Regions from separate parts of the Mus musculus genome. Here region 1 is linked to region 2. A link is a contact called in public Micro-C data. All regions are on one chromosome and are shown on one strand. Each heading gives the region's core, a stretch centred on a gene start, on an enhancer-like site or on the middle of the called end of the contact. The rest is flanking DNA. Distances are from core to core; before and after follow the strand shown. Region 1 overlaps Gm32659 (a long non-coding RNA gene). Region 2 has its middle 7.6 kb from the start of Gm32746.

The links. Hi-C and Micro-C count contacts between places; a contact is called where the count stands out from the background.
Region 1: a Micro-C map of brown adipocytes shows a contact between it and region 2, with 4 times the contacts expected there. The contact joins two enhancer-like sites. A contact is called at or near these places in 3 of 39 promoter capture datasets (the 3T3-L1 cell line, 3T3-L1-derived adipocytes and the HPC-7 cell line) and 4 of 484 Hi-C or Micro-C datasets (brown adipocytes, cortical neurons, forebrain and 1 more).

The regions. Positions count from the first base shown.
Region 1 is chr2:136,676,687-136,681,418 of GRCm38.p6, forward strand. The region is part of intron 2 of Gm32659 (a long non-coding RNA gene); the gene reads right to left. Among named protein-coding and RNA genes, the nearest start is that of Snap25, 34 kb to the right of the region's middle. Within about 2 kb of position 2,100, at least 280 of the 459 cell types and tissues checked have an H3K27ac peak or open chromatin away from gene starts, as enhancers often do. A contact at or near this core is called in 3T3-L1-derived adipocytes and brown adipocytes, where this site is marked.
Region 2 is chr2:136,502,378-136,506,681 of GRCm38.p6, forward strand. No RefSeq gene overlaps it. Among named protein-coding and RNA genes, the nearest start is that of Gm32746, 7.6 kb to the right of the region's middle. Within about 2 kb of position 2,159, at least 11 of the 459 cell types and tissues checked have an H3K27ac peak or open chromatin away from gene starts, as enhancers often do. A contact at or near this core is called in 3T3-L1-derived adipocytes and brown adipocytes, where this site is marked.

The DNA of each region.
Region 1 (4,732 bases), core at 850-3,349, 170 kb after region 2:
TCTCCCCCTCCCTCCCTCCCTCCTCCCCCCTTCTCTTTAATCGCAGCATGCTGGTTGCTGGAGTACCCACCCAGTGCTGACACTTACAAAGCACTTTATTCTGCACTAATTCATCTGACCCTCACAGTGGTGGTCTCAGGAGGCAGAAGGGACACTAACTGCTCATATGAGGGCTCAGAATAAAAAGAAGTGACCCCTGCTGGTGTATAAAGCAGCCAAGACTTAAATCCAATTTTGCTGTTATTTTTTTTTCACATAGTGCTATTTTTAAAAGCACTAGTGTTGCAGCGATTCTTTATAAGAATCTTTATATGATTCAACCATAGAGAAGAAAATTGCTAAGAAAAGGAACGAGCTGGTATGGCTACCAACTGGCTGGAAGAGAAATGACTACCACGATGGCTCTTGCTCAGATGAGTGGCAATCACATTGCAGCATGCCAGTACAGACCTTAGGATTCTGTTGTCGACTGGCAGTTGACCAGTTGACTACAATAACTTAGTGGGCTGAATGAGCTACAGTAAGAAGTCCATACGCTTTATAAATGTTGGCATCCCTCCAAGCCTTGAGAAGTACAAAAATATAGAGATAACACTGGCTATACTGTGAGCATGCCGACATCTATTTGAATAACAGCTTTAAAATATTTACATTCCAAAGTAATGGGGTATTTCAGCTTACAGAGAGATCGGGGAAATACTAAAATCTACATCTTACTTAGGTGTCCAGCTTGTTCATAGGTCATGGTGTAATCTGACGTCAGTTCAAGATCATTTCTAGCCAACCAGTTTGAGTGGGAGACAACAGATATTCTGAGGAAAGGTCATTAACTTATGAAGTTGAGCAAGCTCATGGCCTGGTCTTCTTCTTTCTTTACATATTCATCAAACACTTACAATGTGCCAGCCATGGGCACTAGAACAATTCACAAGATAAAGCCCTAGATCCCAAGGAACTCATTCTTTAGAGGAGATGTTCTATTTACAGAACAATAATGCATAATGAAGTAAATGCAAAAGGGGAAAACTCAGCACAGCTGTGATAGACAGGATCTATTTTGGGTAGGATGGCCTTTGAGGCATGGGGGTGGGGGGCACTTTACCTGTGGAGGGGCCATCCAGCATGCCCGAAGACCCAGAGGCAGAGATAGATGATCAGCGGGGAGTTTAAAAAACAGAAACAGCATGACTAGACTAAAGTAAGGGCACATAGAGACCAGAGGGTGAGACATGGCAGGTGGCGATCATGGAGGGTCCTCTCAGCTTAGCACCGACTTTGGACAGGAAGATATGCGGTAAACAATGGTCTTTCTTTGCTTCCAGAATCTTGACTGATGTATGGAGAAATGACAGCTCTCTTCTTTTGGGGGAATCGAGCTGGTATGGCCTAGAGAAACAGAGAGCTTCCCACTGCCTCTCTGTGAGGCAGGACTTAGAACCGGGTCCTTTATGAAACATGTCACTGACCATCTAGCTTGAAGCAAAAGCACATCGAGGCCCCGAGGGGCCTCTTCAATCTGCTGCCACAGTGACTCAGGAGGGAGAAGGGTCCCTCTAGCTCTATCTTAGCAGGAGAGTCTATGGCTCCTGGAGGTGGGAGCTATCCTAAGATGTGTCTTTTGGTTAGTTAATACTGATAGGATCCTAGCTGTAACTACCTTCCAAAGATGGACTGGGAACCAGCAGAATGGTTATTTTGAGGATATTCGAGGCCTCCAGACCCTATTTCCCTTTTTCTAAGTAATACAGATATTCTTAGAGCTTTAAATTATGAGTGCATTTCTACGCTCCTGCAGAATTCAAGCTGGGAGTCTGGGTAGGAAGCTGTTTTTAAGGCCAGAAACTTCTAAGGACTCTTGCTGGCTTTCCCCGATCCTGGAGTGAGGCCTCTGTTATGGCTTAGCTGCTTCAAAAAACCCTGAGTCATTCCAATGGTCCTGTCTCCCCTTTTCCCTCCCGCAGCTCTCCCAGTGCAGAACAATCTAGGAGCAAACACCCTCCTCCCCTCCTGCGTAGCCGCCTCTGCGGACAGAAAGTGGGGGTGGCACAGCCCGGGCAAGCCGGCGGGGAGGGCGCCGGGGACGCGGTGCAGGCTGTGGGCGGAGGAACCGTGTCCCCGGTGCCGCAGTGAGCGGGTGGCGGAGGAACGCGGGCGGGAGGCCTCCTGAGTCACTGCGGCTGCGGGGCGCTGGAGCCTCAACCCCCGCCCTTGCAGGCTGCGGCGGGGGCGAGATGCGGCATCCCCTGGGTCAGGGGTCCCTCCGGCTTTCCAAACAGCCTGTGCTCATTTCCGCGGGGGCCTCGGGGCACTGCACACTCACTGCCCTGTCACTATTTGTTAGTCCTACATCTGCCCCGCGGAGATTCGCCTTAGACCAGAGACTTCTATGCCACCCCCGGGTGGATTCGGGGGCCCTCGCGTTTGGCGAGGTGCCCAGAGCGTCATCAGAATTTGGGAGATCAGTAAACAACACTAAGAGGAAGGAGTGGGGAGAAGAGGAAGGGAAGGGGAGAGCAGAGGGCGGGAGAAGATCAGAAAGACAAAACCTAACAAAACAAAACAAAACAAAATAAAACAAGCAGGAGTAAGCGGGGGTGGGGCATTCCTAATTTGCAGTGCCGAAGCCCACCCTTCGGTTGTATAGAAACTAAAGCCCTCTGTAGCAGTGGGGGTCCTCCCAAGATTTATGTTACTGAAATCAAAGCCAAGGTTCTCGGGGTTGGGGGAAAGTCTTTTGCGTCTTTTGCTCATAAAATATGAGAAGGCTCAAAATGCTGTCCTCAAAATACCACTTGATTGTAAGGCAAACAGACTAGTGGCTCTTGCCTGCTTCTCTACCATAACCTGCAAATCTAGAGCCAGTAAGAGTCTCCGAAAGCATTTAAGTGCCCATTTTACAGGTTAGGAAACAGATTCGGTGAGGGATGTGGGCAAGAATCAAAGAGATGGGGTGGAGTTTCCGCCCCATGTTTTTCCCCTTTGCCTTTCCTTAGCTCTTCACTTCATTTCTCCCATATTAAAATTCTAATAGAAGCCCCGGCCCCACTCCAGGCCCAGAGTTCAACTTCAGTCGGGAAAACAGTGAATTCTGAGTGCCAAGCCCCAAGCAGCCGCAGCTAAACAACCTCCCTCCCCACGCACGCCGAGACTGTCACAGCTGCCAGCCGCAGCTTGACAAGTTTCTGGGGCATCTATGCGCACCGAAAGAGGTGCGTCTCCTGCGGCAACAAGAACAGATTTTTGCCATCTCATCCCCACTTTCGCAGTCTCCAGTTGGCTTCTTGTGATTGGCCAGAACTTTCCCTCTTAGAGATGAGGAGAATCCAGTCCTCCAACCAGCTAAGAGAAAACAACACTCCACCACCTCGCAGCAGCAGACCCGGGACGCTCCACCCCCTCCAATGGCCAGGCTGGAGCCCCACAGGCAGAAAGATCCTCCCTTCCGGAAACTCTGACCATTTAAAGTGGGCACGGGAGGGGGTGGGGTGGGGGATGCAGCCTCTGACCACCAAAGCTAATCTGTTCCATTTAGCCTGTAATTGAGGGTGTCATTGTGTGTCCTTCAGCTTTCAGGAACAAAAGTTCTTCAAAATTGAACTTGAAAAGTTGCCATGGAGGCTGGCAGTTTGTGTTCACCGGAGGTGGTTGCTAATACACGTTAGATTTGGGGCAATTAACCTTGCTGCCTGCCTACCTGAGTCTACACTCCTACAACATCTGAACCACACTCACCTGTGACTTCCCTCAGAATAGGAAACTACTCTTTAAAGTAACCTATAATATTGCCAGGTCCACCAGGGCTAAGGCATAATTAGTTATCAGTAGTCCCAATTTACAAGTAAATCTCTGCTTTGGCTGTGTGTTAGAACCGCTTGGGTTAAAATAATACTGATGCACAGGTTGCCTCTGAAACTATGAAAATCACTGTTGTACAAGTGTTTCCTAATGGTTCCTCCAGGAGACTGTAACACACAATAAACCTGAAAGTATCCTCTCTCATGGAGGGCACCCTTGCCTGTCTCCCAGCTGTCTTCTAGTAACTGTGTCTGATATTCCTCTGGAAACAACACTCAGCAAAGCATCCTAGAGACTGGTTCTCAACCTCTATCTTGCCATCACCTGTAGAAAGTCCCCAGGTAAGTCAAGGCAACACAAAAGACATCACCAGTCTAGTGAATTATATCCATACTCAGCAGAAACAAATGACTTCCTTTTCACAGGCACCATGGGAGCCTCTGTAGTGCAAGACATCCTATCAGAGCTAATTTGTCACATAACTGCATGCTATCTTGTTTTACCCTGAAAAGCAAGTTCTGACATAGTAGAACACCAAACACGTGGTTGTTTGCTGTTCATGGTCAAAAATGCAGAAACAAATGGTACTTTTCAACTTTCCAGTTAATGGCTGTCAAAAAAAGAAGGGTGAGGGAGCTGAAACAGGTATGTCTTGAGTTATTTCTTCAATGAGCATTAAGAGCAACGATAGGAGGGGACTGGAGAGATGGCTCAGCAGTTAAGAGCACAGGTACTGCTTCTTCCCAAGCACCCAGGTTCAATTCCCATCACTCATATAGAAGCTCACAATTGGCTGTAGCTCCAAGTTCTGACATTCTCATATAGACATACATGAAGGCAAAACACTAATGCATATAAAATGAAAAGAAAGAAAGTAAGTAAGAAAGAGAAAAAGAAAGAAGAAAGAAAAGAAAACTTAAAAAGGAGCCATGGTAGG
Region 2 (4,304 bases), core at 909-3,408:
TATTAAGGTGAGGTTGTCAGATGTTCAGCTAATTTCTCCTTGATATGAGGAAAGTAAGTAACATGCATGTTTGGGATGAGAGGAAAATCAGTTTCCTGTTTTAAAAGTTCTGGCTTCTATTTCTCAAAAACAGCCGTGTCAGCCTCTGTGTGTCTTGCAGTAGCTGATTTTAGCTGTAAGCCTCATTTACCAGGAAACAAGTGTTATCATCTATATCAAGTCCTGACCAAGCAGAGAGGGGAAAAAAATAAAATTCCACCTTCTCTAGCAATTTGGATAAAATGTTTGACAGGGGGAAAGCTTAAGGAAGCTGTTGCTTTGACCAGGTATGGAATATTCCCCCTTGATTTCAAGCAGCAAAGAAAACCAATGCACTCAAGTGGATGGTATGTTTTCAGAGTGGCCTTTATGGCATGTGAGTGGACATTAAGTTCTGTTTCTAGCTTTGGTGACTGGAAACAGTGGACACTGTAGAGAAAACATGCCAGTGTGGTGGAATGACACTTCAAGTGCTGACATGACGCTGACTGAGAATTCTATTTTCCTTCCTCCCTCTGACAGCTCTGATTCAATGAAAACAAACAGGTTAATTTTTGTCTCCTGTTCTGTCTGATAAACATCTACCCTAAGTGCCTTGGGTTTGAGTTCTTGTGGGTAAGTTGTTGTATTTTATGTACATACATATAATTTTGGTTGTAAAAGACTCTGATTATTTGAGTCCCTTTGTCAGTCATATTATAACTTCTTAACACCAATTCTTAGCTCTCATATTTCAACCTATTCAGATCTTTTGGACTTCCTCATATCCTAACTTTTCCCAGACATTCTATCCAAAAAACTGAAAAACTCTGTATAACATGTAGGTGAGCAGTTCATATTTTTTTAAAAAAATGGTAAAATCATGGTGTATAAGAAAAACTAACAACTTCATTCTACACTCAGTAAATGTCGAAAACCACAGAAATCAATAAATTCTATCTAGTGTGATATATCACTATCCGATATATCACTATCTAGTGTGCTATAACACTTATCCACACTCTAGTCTAGTCCAATATCATCTCCACAGAATAAAGCTGGTATAATTTGGTTGACTGAGAACAGAATCTGGCCATGAATTTTAAAATTATCCTCATTGCATAGTTTCCACCTTTATACACAGAAGTAGAAGGGGCTGATCTAACTGCAGGGAATAGGTTACACTACTAAACCATGCCTTAAAGTGGTAGCCCTATGTACTGACTGCTTACATGTGCTTTATAACACAGAAATAGTTCTCAAAATTGACTGTCATGCAAGTATCATTCAAGAAGGTTGCAGTCAGTTCTCCTCATTGGAGCTCCACGAATTCATACCATGACATATCTAAGAGGACCAGGGAAATGAGGGATGGCTCACGGGCTTGATTCTGAGAGTAAAGAAGAGGAAATCCCAGGCTTATCTGAGGTTAAGGACTCTAGGAAAGAAGGAGAAAGGAGCTGTGGAGGTGGGAAGATGACTGCAGAAAGGGCAAGAACAGGAGGCCACATGTGAGCTCTGAGAGTAGTAAAACTGAAAGGAACCAAGGAAAGAGTTAAATTGGATTGGAGGAATTTCTGGGCACCTAAAAAGAGTCAATTGTCATTTTGTCTGTTGTCATTCAGGGCTAATGACTATGGCTGCAACCCAGTAAAGGCTCCTTGTGTGACCTTTGGCATTTGCTCATGATGGAAAGGATAAAGTTGATGGAAACAACGTAATAAGAAATGACATCAAAATTGGTCCTGTTGACTCTGTTGAGGCTGGCTTTCAAGCCCTCTGCCTTTCTGTTTTACATCCCTCCTCAGACTCCCAGAGCCTATCTTTGGGTCTACTTCATTCCAGATCTTTCTGAAACCAGAGAACTAACTACCCTTTAGTCTCTATATGGATTTCAAAAACAAATACTAAATTCAGTTAGGTGAGGATTCATTTCTGAGACTTTTTAATGTATCAGTGATTCATCTAGGGGTTCTCTGCAAACCTCCACCCTTTTGACTTAAAGGAACACAGTCAGTTGTCTAATATGCTTCTCATCCAGCAAAGAAATATTTTCTGCAGGAGTCCTGAGAAGGAATTGCCTAGTTTCTCCAGGGACATTTGGATGAGAGTCTGTTTCTCACAGGGCAGCCTGTTCTCTGTAAGTTCTTTGTAATATCCAGTGGAAATCCGAGTTCCAACACTCTTGGGTCTTAGCCCCATTTCTGTTCTGTTAAGCAATCCAAAAACAAATTGCTGCACCGGAATCCCAGATTCTGAGAAGAAAATAGCATTTCTTCTTATGGATTTTCCTCTTAGTGCTCAAAGCAGTGAACAAGCTGCTAAGACTCACTAAACTAAGCAGTATAGGCCAAACAAAGACCTCTTGTGCTTTGGCTTCAAAGCACTCCTACTGTGTTTCCACAAAGGCCCTATAACCACATCAAGGTGCAATACTTAGGAGAGTCAAACTAAGCAAACAAGATGCACTTATTTTTTTTCCTTCAAAAATTACAGGGTGAGTTTCAATATACTTCCAATTTGACAGTTCTGCTTTTATCTGTTTTTAATATCTTGTGTTCTGAATGAAAAAATTAATTCAGGCTATCCAATTGATTTACATTGCAAATTATCTTTTATGTCTTACAAGACAGATTTTGTTAAAAGCAAATGAATGGCTTTGGCAATGATTTCTTGGAGAGGATACTAAAAGCATAGGCTAAAAATGTAAAAAATATAATATAGACTACCTTAAATTAAAAGCTTCTGTGCATCAAAAGACATAATTAAGACTGAGAAGGCAACCCACATAATGAGGAAGAACATTTTTCAATTGTCTATCTGACAATATTTCATCTCCAAAATGCATAAAACCTTAATTAACAACAACCCTACTTAATGTGACAAAGGTTTTAATAAACATTTCCCCCAAAAGAACGTGCCATGTATGCCAATGTATACATGAAATGGTGTTCCATATTATTAATCATTATGGAAATGCAAATCTAAGCCATAATGAGATATTGCCCCATAATAATAAGAAACACCACAATTTAAAATGATAAAAATAAAAGATGTTAATAAGTACTTAGAAAGAATAGAACACAGGTACTTTTGGTGGGAGTGTAGACTGATGTGGCCCGTGTGATCCCTCAAAATATCAAAATAATTATCATGTGATCCAGCAGCCTCAACTCTGCACACTAAAAATAATTCTAAAGCAAGGTTTTAAAGAATTTTCTCACCCATGTTCATAACTCACAATAGCCAATTGGTAGCAGTAATTCACGCGTGTATAGACAGCTGAATGTGCAGATAAAATATAACGTATACATTCAATGGAATACTGTTCAACCTTAAAAACAAACCCTGTGCATACTAAAATATCAATAAATTTTGAGGACATTAATGAAATCTCACTAAAGAAAATAAACTCCAGTCATAACAAGACAAATTATTTTATGTGATCCCACTTATAGAAAGTCTCGAAAGTTGTCAGATCCATAGAGAGTGGAATGTTGGTTGCCTGGGACTTGGCAAAGGCACATGTCTCTAGTTTTGAATGCCACAAAGAGGTCTGGAGAGTCAGAGTAGTAGCACAGTAGAGCCACTATGGTTAAAGTTACTGTGTGATGCTCTAGAGCATGGAACTTTATGTCCTCTGACTTTACATAATTAAGAATCATATTGAAAGGAAGTAGATGAATTACAACCCTGTCACAATTTTCTTTTGTTTCTGAGATAACATAGAGGATAATACATGAATCAAAAGCCTCTTAATTTTTGTATGACTACAAAAGCTAGAGAAAATATTATTTAGCTTTTAAAATTTGGCTATAGCATTATGTCCAATCACGTCTCAGTCAGGACCAAGAACATTTAAGAGACAATTATTCTGTCTGCGGTAAAAACCTGCTATGCCAGATTTGGAAAACATGCCCAAGTGGTGGTACCGTGTAGGCAGGTTTGTTACACTGTGGTATGTCAGCTTATTTTGGCACTGGTAAGCATAAGGTGTCTCCATTGACTCTTGGCTTCTGATGACAAACAATTCATTACTAATAAGTCCCACAATGAAAATCCTGAAAATACACACTAAAGGGTCTTCAGTGAGCTGAAAACAATTCATAACTCAATGCAATGCACAACTGCTAGATTTGCTCTACCAGTCTGAGTCAACACTTCACTTACTATTTCAATGCAATTGATTCTTCAGGAAGCATTCAACTACTTTACAGAAAACACAACCATGGCATGAGTGTTTTACCTGAAGGCACCTGTTAAAAGACACTAGAATGAAGACTACT